Regions from separate parts of the Mus musculus genome. Here region 1 is linked to region 2. A link is a contact called in public Hi-C data. All regions are on one chromosome and are shown on one strand. Each heading gives the region's core, a stretch centred on a gene start, on an enhancer-like site or on the middle of the called end of the contact. The rest is flanking DNA. Distances are from core to core; before and after follow the strand shown.

The links. A called contact is a pair of places that touch in the nucleus more often than the background predicts.
Region 1: a contact with region 2 is called in a Hi-C map of liver, with 2.7 times the contacts expected there. The contact joins two enhancer-like sites. A contact is called at or near these places in 1 of 39 promoter capture datasets (liver), 2 of 484 Hi-C or Micro-C datasets (liver and nephron progenitors) and 4 of 115 datasets of contacts at active chromatin or transcription factors (embryonic stem cells, extraembryonic endoderm stem cells and heart atrium).

What each region holds. Positions count from the first base shown.
Region 1 is chr17:86,712,250-86,716,412 of GRCm38.p6, reverse strand. No RefSeq gene overlaps it. Among named protein-coding and RNA genes, the nearest start is that of Epas1, 40 kb to the left of the region's middle. Within about 2 kb of position 2,657, at least 46 of the 459 cell types and tissues checked have an H3K27ac peak or open chromatin away from gene starts, as enhancers often do. A contact at or near this core is called in liver, where this site is marked.
Region 2 is chr17:86,617,194-86,621,613 of GRCm38.p6, reverse strand. Prkce (protein kinase C, epsilon) reads right to left here. Exons shown (of 15, transcript NM_011104.3): 12 at 1,584-1,722. Among named protein-coding and RNA genes, the nearest start is that of Gm52297, 50 kb to the left of the region's middle. Within about 2 kb of position 2,828, at least 39 of the 459 cell types and tissues checked have an H3K27ac peak or open chromatin away from gene starts, as enhancers often do. A contact at or near this core is called in liver, where this site is marked.

The sequences.
Region 1 (4,163 bases), core at 1,408-3,907, 95 kb before region 2:
CTGAACAGATAACCCAGCCTACTCTGTTTGTTTCTGAGGGGTTCTGATCTAGAACCTTCGATTCCCCATATGGAGTTTGAAGTGAGAGAGAAAAAAACAACAACAATCCTCTGGGGCAAGGCTTTCCTGGTTAGTTGGTCTCACACTCAGGGTTAGAGGACCTAGGCAGGCACCCTGGGGACAGGCACCCTGGGGACAGGCACCCTGGGGACATGCAGGGAAGTATAGGGATTCTTTAAAGTAGACAGAATTGACACAGCAGCCCCAGAGGCCACCCTGTCCAAAAGTGTGGGGTGTTGTGTGGCCTGGTCTGGTAGTTGTCTTCATAAACTTGAGAATTATGTGTCTAAGTGTAAGTTTTCCAACATTTAAATACCAAGTCAAAAAAAAAAAATAAACACTACAAAATGTAGGTGCTCTATCTCCATGGCAACGGGAAGCTTGCTTTTACTTTTCACGGTTTCACTATGCTCAAACATTTCAAACCTAGGAAAGTTGGAAAAATAGTAGAGTGACCATCCCTGCCTCCTACACTACAGCCGTCTGTAACTGGCAGTTCACACACACACACACACACACACACACACAAACACACACACACACACACACACACACATACACACACATACACACATACACACACATACACACACATACACACACACATACACACATACACATACACACACACATACACACACACCCTCCCCACATTCCCGAACACCCATACTACCTTTTTGGTTAAATGGTTTGAAACTATCAACACCGTGCTAGGTGGTGCGCATGCCTTCAATCCCAGCACTCGAGAGGCAGAAGCTGGTGGATCTTTGAGTTCAACGCCAGCCTGGTCATAAGTCACCAACCTTCTTTGCCTTTTAGAATGTTTTAGAAGATGGAGTCTGCATTCTTCTTCAGATATTTTTGGCACAAACTCTGCAGTGATGATGTGGTGTCCTTCAGATTAATACTGCAGGAGACCAGTGCGATCCATTTACTCGCTGGTGGGTGAGGCCAAGTCAAGGGGGTTCCCACTGGCAAGCTCTACAGTCAACCCAGTTCCCTTTGAAAGTAAGAAGTCAGCTATGAAGTGATGTTTGCTGCTGTCACCTCTTGTTTATTTGGCACCCTCAAAGGTGTTTTGAGAATACAAAAAGTGACAATAATGTAAGAACAAGCAGGTGCCTTGGTCCCCAAGGCCAGGTGCCTGTGCCTGCTGCTGGTCTCTGCGGGGGGAGGGGGCGCACTAGGATCTATGTCCACTGGAAGTAAAGACTGCCTTTGCCAGAGAAATAGAGAATTGTCCATCCAAAACATGCAGACACACTAATTAGGCATTAACCTGAGTGCACCGGATTGCAAGTGTACAGGCTGGACACCTTGGATTATATTAGTACACTTCCAATGGGCGTGCAAAATAATACAGGAGCTCAAATACAGCTACAGTGGGAGGACCCCACTTCTCATGCTGGACCTCAGTTTTCTCATCTGTACAGTGGACCGATCTAAAGTTGTCTCCTAATGTCCATTTTAGCTGAACCATTGTAAATAATCGAATACCTTAGATTTGCTGTACATTTTCCCATGCTGTAGAGGCAGTGTTTACATTTTGTAATTTAAATTATCAAAAGCTCAGGTTTGCACAGGAAGAATCTTATGCTGAAGAGGTTTATGAACATTCCCACAACCACATGCCTACGAGTGCAGGTGATGTGTGTCAGGATGTGAGTCTCGAGGGTGGTACACTTCAAGCCGGGGGGGGGGGGGGAAGGGAGGGGGAGAGGGAGAGAGATTGAGTTTGATATGGTTACATCTAACTTATCTGTCATATTGACATGCATTTTTCGAACACATAAATATTGAATATCACATCTAGATTTGCAAGCTTGGTTAGAGTATTACAGTCCTGGGAAGATATATAATTGTTCTGAGAAGTGAGTGGAAGATCATGGTGTCTTGATATTTTCAACCCATTTAACCAAAAAAAAGTATGAATACACAGAAGGAGAAGAGAAGATGTATATGCGAAAAATTATATAAGAGATTTGTAAGTTCCACCACTGAAGGAGGGTGAAGTAAAGAGGGTAAGGGCATTCACCTGATTCTTTTTTTTCAGCCTTCTCTTTTTAATATTATTTATTTATTTTTATTTATATGAGTACACTGTCACTGTCTTCAGACACACCAGAAGAAAGCATTGGATCCTATTACAGATGGTCGTGAGCCACCATGGGAATTGAACTCAGGACCTCTGTAAGAGCAGTCGGTGCTCTTAACTGCTGAGCCATCTCTCCAGCCCCTTTTCCAACCTTCTTAGGTTTGAAATTTCTGACCACAATAAAGTTGTGAAAAATAAAAATAAATTGTGTGTTGGCCATGGAAATGTAGCCCTCATGTATTAGAGTGGTAAATGTTTTTGAGCCAATATTTAAAGAGCTGAGAGAAGGTCTGCTTTGCTTTGGGTGTCTCCCCAAATGGTTTCCAGGAAGTAATCAGACCCTGAGGGCTGTGACCTTGTCAGTGGGTTCCTCCCTCGATGCATTCTCCGTCTGTAATCGGGTGGCATTCCTAGGATGGAATGGAAAGCCTCAGAAGTGAGCCCTGGTCGAGGGTAGCACGTCCCCTGGGCGTGTCCATCCCGTGGGCGTGTCCTTGGGAATTTGACTTTGCTGTGGACTCTCCTCTGCTTTCCTAGCACTAGGAGGTGAGTTCTGCTCTACCACACACTCTGCCTCTCTCTCCTCAGGCCCAGAGCAAGAAATCTCTGAAATGAGTCAGAGCAAGAAATCTCTGAAATGAGTTCCAGGACAACCAGGGCTACACAGAGAAACCCTGCCATCCAAATACACACACACACACACACACACACACACACACACACACACACACACACAGAGAGAGAGAGAGAGAGAGAGAGAGAGAGAGAGAGAGAGAGAGAGAGAGAGAGAAAGAGAGGGAGAGAGCTCTAAATCAAGGAGTCAAAATAAAATTTTCCGGTGTTTCTCCAAGGAATGTATTTCAGAAAGGAAAAGTATTCCCAGCTCGAGGGGAGGATGGGATGGGGCCTGCAGCTTTGTGAGTAGAGTTCCTTCGAGAATTCAATGGCTGTGATCATTGTCTTAACCCAGTGACTGCACTAAATGTCACAAAGAACACATTGTAACATGATGAGTTTTACATTGTATGAATTTTGCATTAATGCTTAAAAGCCTCAAAAGCAAGCAGACAAACAAAACCAAGACCACCTTTCTTCGCGCTATGCCAACTTTATGGATGAACTAAATTTTATTTACAAATATGAGATTTGTGGACAAATGTCAGCCTTATTATCTTTCATCTAAAACTGGAATCTTGGAAACACCCTAAATATCCAATGATAGAAAATGAATTAGCTAAATTCTGAGCTAACAGATGAGAGACTGTTGTGGAACTGGTGCAACGCATGCCTTAGAAGATCTATGATGGGTCGGGAAACATGGAGTTGTGATTCTGAGCACACATTGCTCTTGCAGAGGAGCTCAGCTCCGTTCCCAGGACCGCGGCACATGTATTACAACCACTCCAGGGAAATCTAACCCCCTCTTCTAGGTTCTGTGGGCACTCCACTCTTGTGTTCGAGAGCTTGTGAGTGTGCTCAGATATGTGCCCACACACACTTAAAAATAACAAATATAAATAATTCTAGCACCGAAGGGCCAGAAGCAGGCACATCTCTGTGAGTTCATGGCCAGCCTGGAAGATAGAGTTGCCAAGCATCCCGGGCTACAGAGAGGCTGTCTCTCAAAATAAAACCAAAACCAAACACACAAACCAACCAACTTCAAGTGCCATGGAGTGTGTTTATTGTACACTATTTGTGGAAAAGGCAGAGGATGTGTAGCATGGTGCACACTCATAGCGGGCACGTGTGTGTGCACACCGGGAGACTGACATTGGGACGTGGAGGCCCATATCAGCTAGTGAAAGCACAGTTTGTTTTCTGTTTTTTACACTTTTCTTGTATAGTTCAAGTTTTTTTTCTCTAGCAAACACTTGCTGCTTTTATCATAAAAATGAGTACAGTAAAAGTTACTCAAACAAACTTCGCCTGGATTTCCCTGTACTGCCTCTGGCTCTGGGCATCCTTCCCAGGACCTCTTCTCCTGCCTCTCCCCTCTCCTCACCCT
Region 2 (4,420 bases), core at 1,579-4,078:
CTCTGGGGGTTTGTATTCTTCCCAGGATGGACATGATAAAGATTCTCCTACGTTGAAACCCTTAGCAGGTCCATAGATCCTGCGGGATTGATTTCATGTTCCCGGCTCCTTTACCTGAATTTTGTTCATTATTACAAGCACTAACAAACCATTTGCTCTATCTCTACTATTTTTGAAATGTGTTTTATTTTATTGGTTAGAGTGGTGTGTGTAGGCCACATGTCACATGGCACACATGCACATGGAGGTCAAAGGACAACGCTTAGCCTTTGGTTCTCTCACCCCACCTTTGAGTGTGTTCTAGGGCTACACATGCTTTTACTTGCTGAGTCATCCTGCCAGCTCTCTAGCTGTGTTATTTACATTTCCTGAAAATGGCCAAGATGTTTTCATCCCGTGGCTTCTGGTCATGTTGAAATGTCTCTCATTCATTCATTCATTCATTCATTCACTCACTCAGTCAAAAGACCACTCCTTAGAACCTATGTGTAGTACCCAGATCAGAAACCCAGACACTGCCTTGAGAGGATTCGCAGCCTTGAGAAATGGACTTCCCTTCTCTGCACGCTCCCACTCTGATCCTTCTTGTTTTCAACAATGCTCTCCTCATCCCTAGGGTTAAAGCAAGCCTAAAATGTACTCTTTGCCGATCAGTTTCCCGGTCTTGGAAGCTCCGTGAAGCCTTCCCATATCCTGTGGGCCCTGTCCTGTTTTAGGCACCATTGCTCTGCTTGTTTCGGTGTCACTCTGTCTAGACCAAAAGCTCTCTTAGAAGAGCAGCCAGAGCCTCAGTCAGCTCCATGTCCATAGAGCTTTGTCTGGCAGGTGCTCAGATGATGTCCCATGGAAGCGGCTTTCTACACACGGGTAGTGCTTAATAGGCTTGGTACCTGCCTCCCATCTTACGTGTCTCAAAAACCATCGAAGGCATTTAATTAAGTGTCTGTGTGACTACACGGCTAAGTTTGAATCATTCATGCTAAGGACCTCTCAGTTTGGGTCAGACTGCTCTGGAAGGACACAAGACAAATGGTCACAACATGGTGACTCAACTTTCACACAGGTAAAGCTCATAGTAGACACCTCTGACCTTTGCTTACCCTGTCCTCATGTCCTATGTGCATGCGCACTCTACAGACTTGCTACCTCAGTGGAAATGGCAAAGCATTCCTGGTTTTGCTGTTTATCTGACATCTGGTGAAGTTACTTGGCTGCCTCTTCAGTGGGCTTTCAATGTTTCCATTCAGTAAGAAGTGAAAACTCTCCTGCAAGTCAACCGGTTCCTGTTAGTCCGAGCTCTGGCGGTAGCTCTGGGTGGATGCATGATACTTAGCGAGGACTTACTCAAGCATGGGGACTAGCTGGTCGCTCTCAGCTCACCAGTCCATCCTCACTACCACTCCATCCTTACAGAAAAATCATGAAACCATTTCCCTTCCTGTCTCTTACTCCTAGAATCCATCTGGCTTTTGCAGAGTCTTCTCTTGGCATCCTCGGATGACCCCCACATGCACGGCATTGGGTTGTTTCTCTGTTCTGACGCTAAGAGAGAGAAGCTAACTCTGCACGTGGGTGGGCCTTACCTCTGGAGCTATGTAGTCAGGAGTCCCACAGAAGGTGGTAGTTGTCACACCATTCATAATCCCTTCCTTGCACATCCCAAAGTCAGCCAGCTTGCAGTGGCCTTCTGCATCTAGAAGGATGTTGTCCAGTTTCAAATCCCTGCAACACAGGTCAAGGCCACATGGTTAGCCTCATACACACCACAGGGCCTTTCTTGAGTTAGAGAGAAAGAAGCACATACCCTAGGGACATCTCCAGTCAAGGCAATCTTGGAGTAGGTTTTGACCTGCCTCATTAACCTCAGGCTAGGGCCATTTCCCAGCTGGACAACCTTCAACAGCATTTACAATACCTCAGCAAAAGACAGGATCCTGCACAGAATCGGGGCCATATTAGGGTTAGAACTCATATTTAGATCCTTCTGTGAGAAAGGAGGTCTCCTCTGACCTCCATCCTTCACAAGTTAACTAGCTCAGGGGATTCAGGGTCACATATATATAGCATCACTGAATCAGGAAAAAAAATCCACAAGAGTTTGAGCTGCTGAGTTTGAGAGGGGGGAGATGACGGATGGTTGGTGTAGCCAACATCTGTTGATGTATGGCCAACAGCAGTGGCTCTCAGGGTTCGGTGAAAGCTAGCATTTGGACAGACCGTGAAGAGAGCAATCAAAGGAGATGGAAGGTAGAGGCAAAGGGAAAGAGGCCAGAGAACGGGGTTCCTGACCATAGTGAGACAAGACAGCTGTGTCTTTGAGGGACAACTTCAAAGAGTCTGAGATGCTGGAAAGAGGGATTTGAAATCCATACCAAGGGAGGCTGAGCCCTGCCTGCAGGAGCATGGTGCCTGAGCAAGGTCAATCTGGGTGTAACAGGTAAGAGAAATAATCTAGATCCAGATGTTTCTGTATAGGAGAGGTGAGAGTCACAGGAGCGGGCCAGCCTCAATCAAGGTGGTTTCTTTGAGGCCCATTTTAACACACCAGAGTTCTAAGATTTCTTACCTAGAAACCAGGTTGGTAGAAAATAATTTTTCCACCACCCCTGCAAACCCCAGGCCTGGCTCTGTAGAGGAATCTAGACTATGTGGTTGGAGTAACCATTCACATTGTGTCTCCCTCAGCAACTACTCTGGGCTATTGAGGTGAGCCTTGCAAAGAAGGCCTCTTCCCGTACAAGCAGAGGTCAGAAAGGGCCATGCTCATGTGCCTGCTGGCATCTCAACTTGAGAGCTCCAGGCATCCCATGGGACCCAGACTGGAGTGGAGGTGGGGCAGGAAGTGCTTCTGGACCTGCCTGCATTGTATCTGTGACCCTATTTCTGCTTACAGCTGGGATTCCTTGAGAAAGAAGCAATCACATAGAAAAGTGCTGCTCTAAGCAAATACTCCGGAGTTACAGAAGGCACAGTGAGCCCAAACAACTGGGCCACTGCAGCTAGCCACCGACCCCAGCCCTGGCAGCGAGAGGGGGCAAGGCTTGGCTCTGGCTGGGGTGGGAAAGCTGGGCTGAATGCTGGGCTGGGATCCAGGCTGTCAGGGTTTCATCACTGGCTGTGGCATAGCCCTGCTAAAAGTCACCTTGCTGGGCTGGTCCCCTGTCTGTCAGCTCGGGACCACACGCTATGTTTGTGGACTTGTTTGAAGGACCGATGTTTTGAAGTGTGTGAAAGGTGAACATCTTCGGCCACATCCTTTGTGTTAAATTCTTCTCTGTAAGAAGCAGCTTCCTTTATATGGGTTGAGCAAGGGTAATAGTAGTATGTCATGAGTCTAAAGACCCCCCCGAGTCCGCACAAGCCTGGTTCTGATCTGACTCAGGTTCCAGGTGGAGTAGTTTTGGCTCCAGCAGGCACCACCCCTCCTTCTCATAGGCTTCTGGCCAGTTAGGGACAGCCTCTCGTTTCTTCCTGCCTCCTGTTCTTCTTTCTCTAGTCCACTCCTCCCTGGCCTCTTTGCTTCCTGCCCTCTCTTCTCCCTGGGGAAGAAGCTGACCCAGCTGCTGTTGGATATGAGCAAGTCCTATGAGTGCCCTTGGCTATGACCTGGGTTGGCCTTAGCCAAAACACTCCTTCCCACCCTGTAGCCAGTGATGTACGGAGTTCTACCTCTGGCTACTTCCTCCCGTTCCCACTCTGATATCTGAATCTTTGAAAACTCTTAACTTTGCACACAAAACCAAACACAGGAAGGGTGAGTGACTGCTTTCTTTGGGGACAGAAGGTTTAGACAATCAATCCCTGGGAACCAGCCTGGGCTGCCATTAGAAGGCCATTTCTCTGGAGATTTTCAGTCTCACCACAAAGTGTCCATCCCTCTGGGGCAAGCTTGTCTAGTGCAGGGTTGTCAGGAGAAGCTCTGTGTGTGTGTGTGTGTGTGTGTGTGTGTGTGTGTGTGTGTATGTGTGTTGTGTGTGTGGTATGTGTGTGTGTGTTTATGTGTGTTTATGGGGAGGAAGCACTGAAGGACAGTGCTGTCCACACCCCCCTCCCCCGTTTCTTTCCTTCTCCTGTCCAGCAATGACTCCCTCAGACTTGTGGCTTTCCACTTCCCCAGGAGTTTCTCACCTGCAGCTTTTAGTGATATTTCGATGAACCACTAGGAGTCTGTAGGCCTCTGGGAGGGAGGAGGGCTGGGAGGTCCAGACTTGGCCCAGCTTTGCCTTCTCAGAGGTCCAGCTTTGGGGCAGGGGAGGGGTGGGGGAGGCAGGGGTGAGTCTTTCTACCTGGAGAACTCCCAGGTACTCAGTACCCAGCTCAACACAGAACAAGTATTTAGCTATCCTGACCAACAGTTTTTCAGAAAGACAACTGCCCAGGTACCAACCTCATCTTCTTCGTCCTCAAACACGTGCGCATA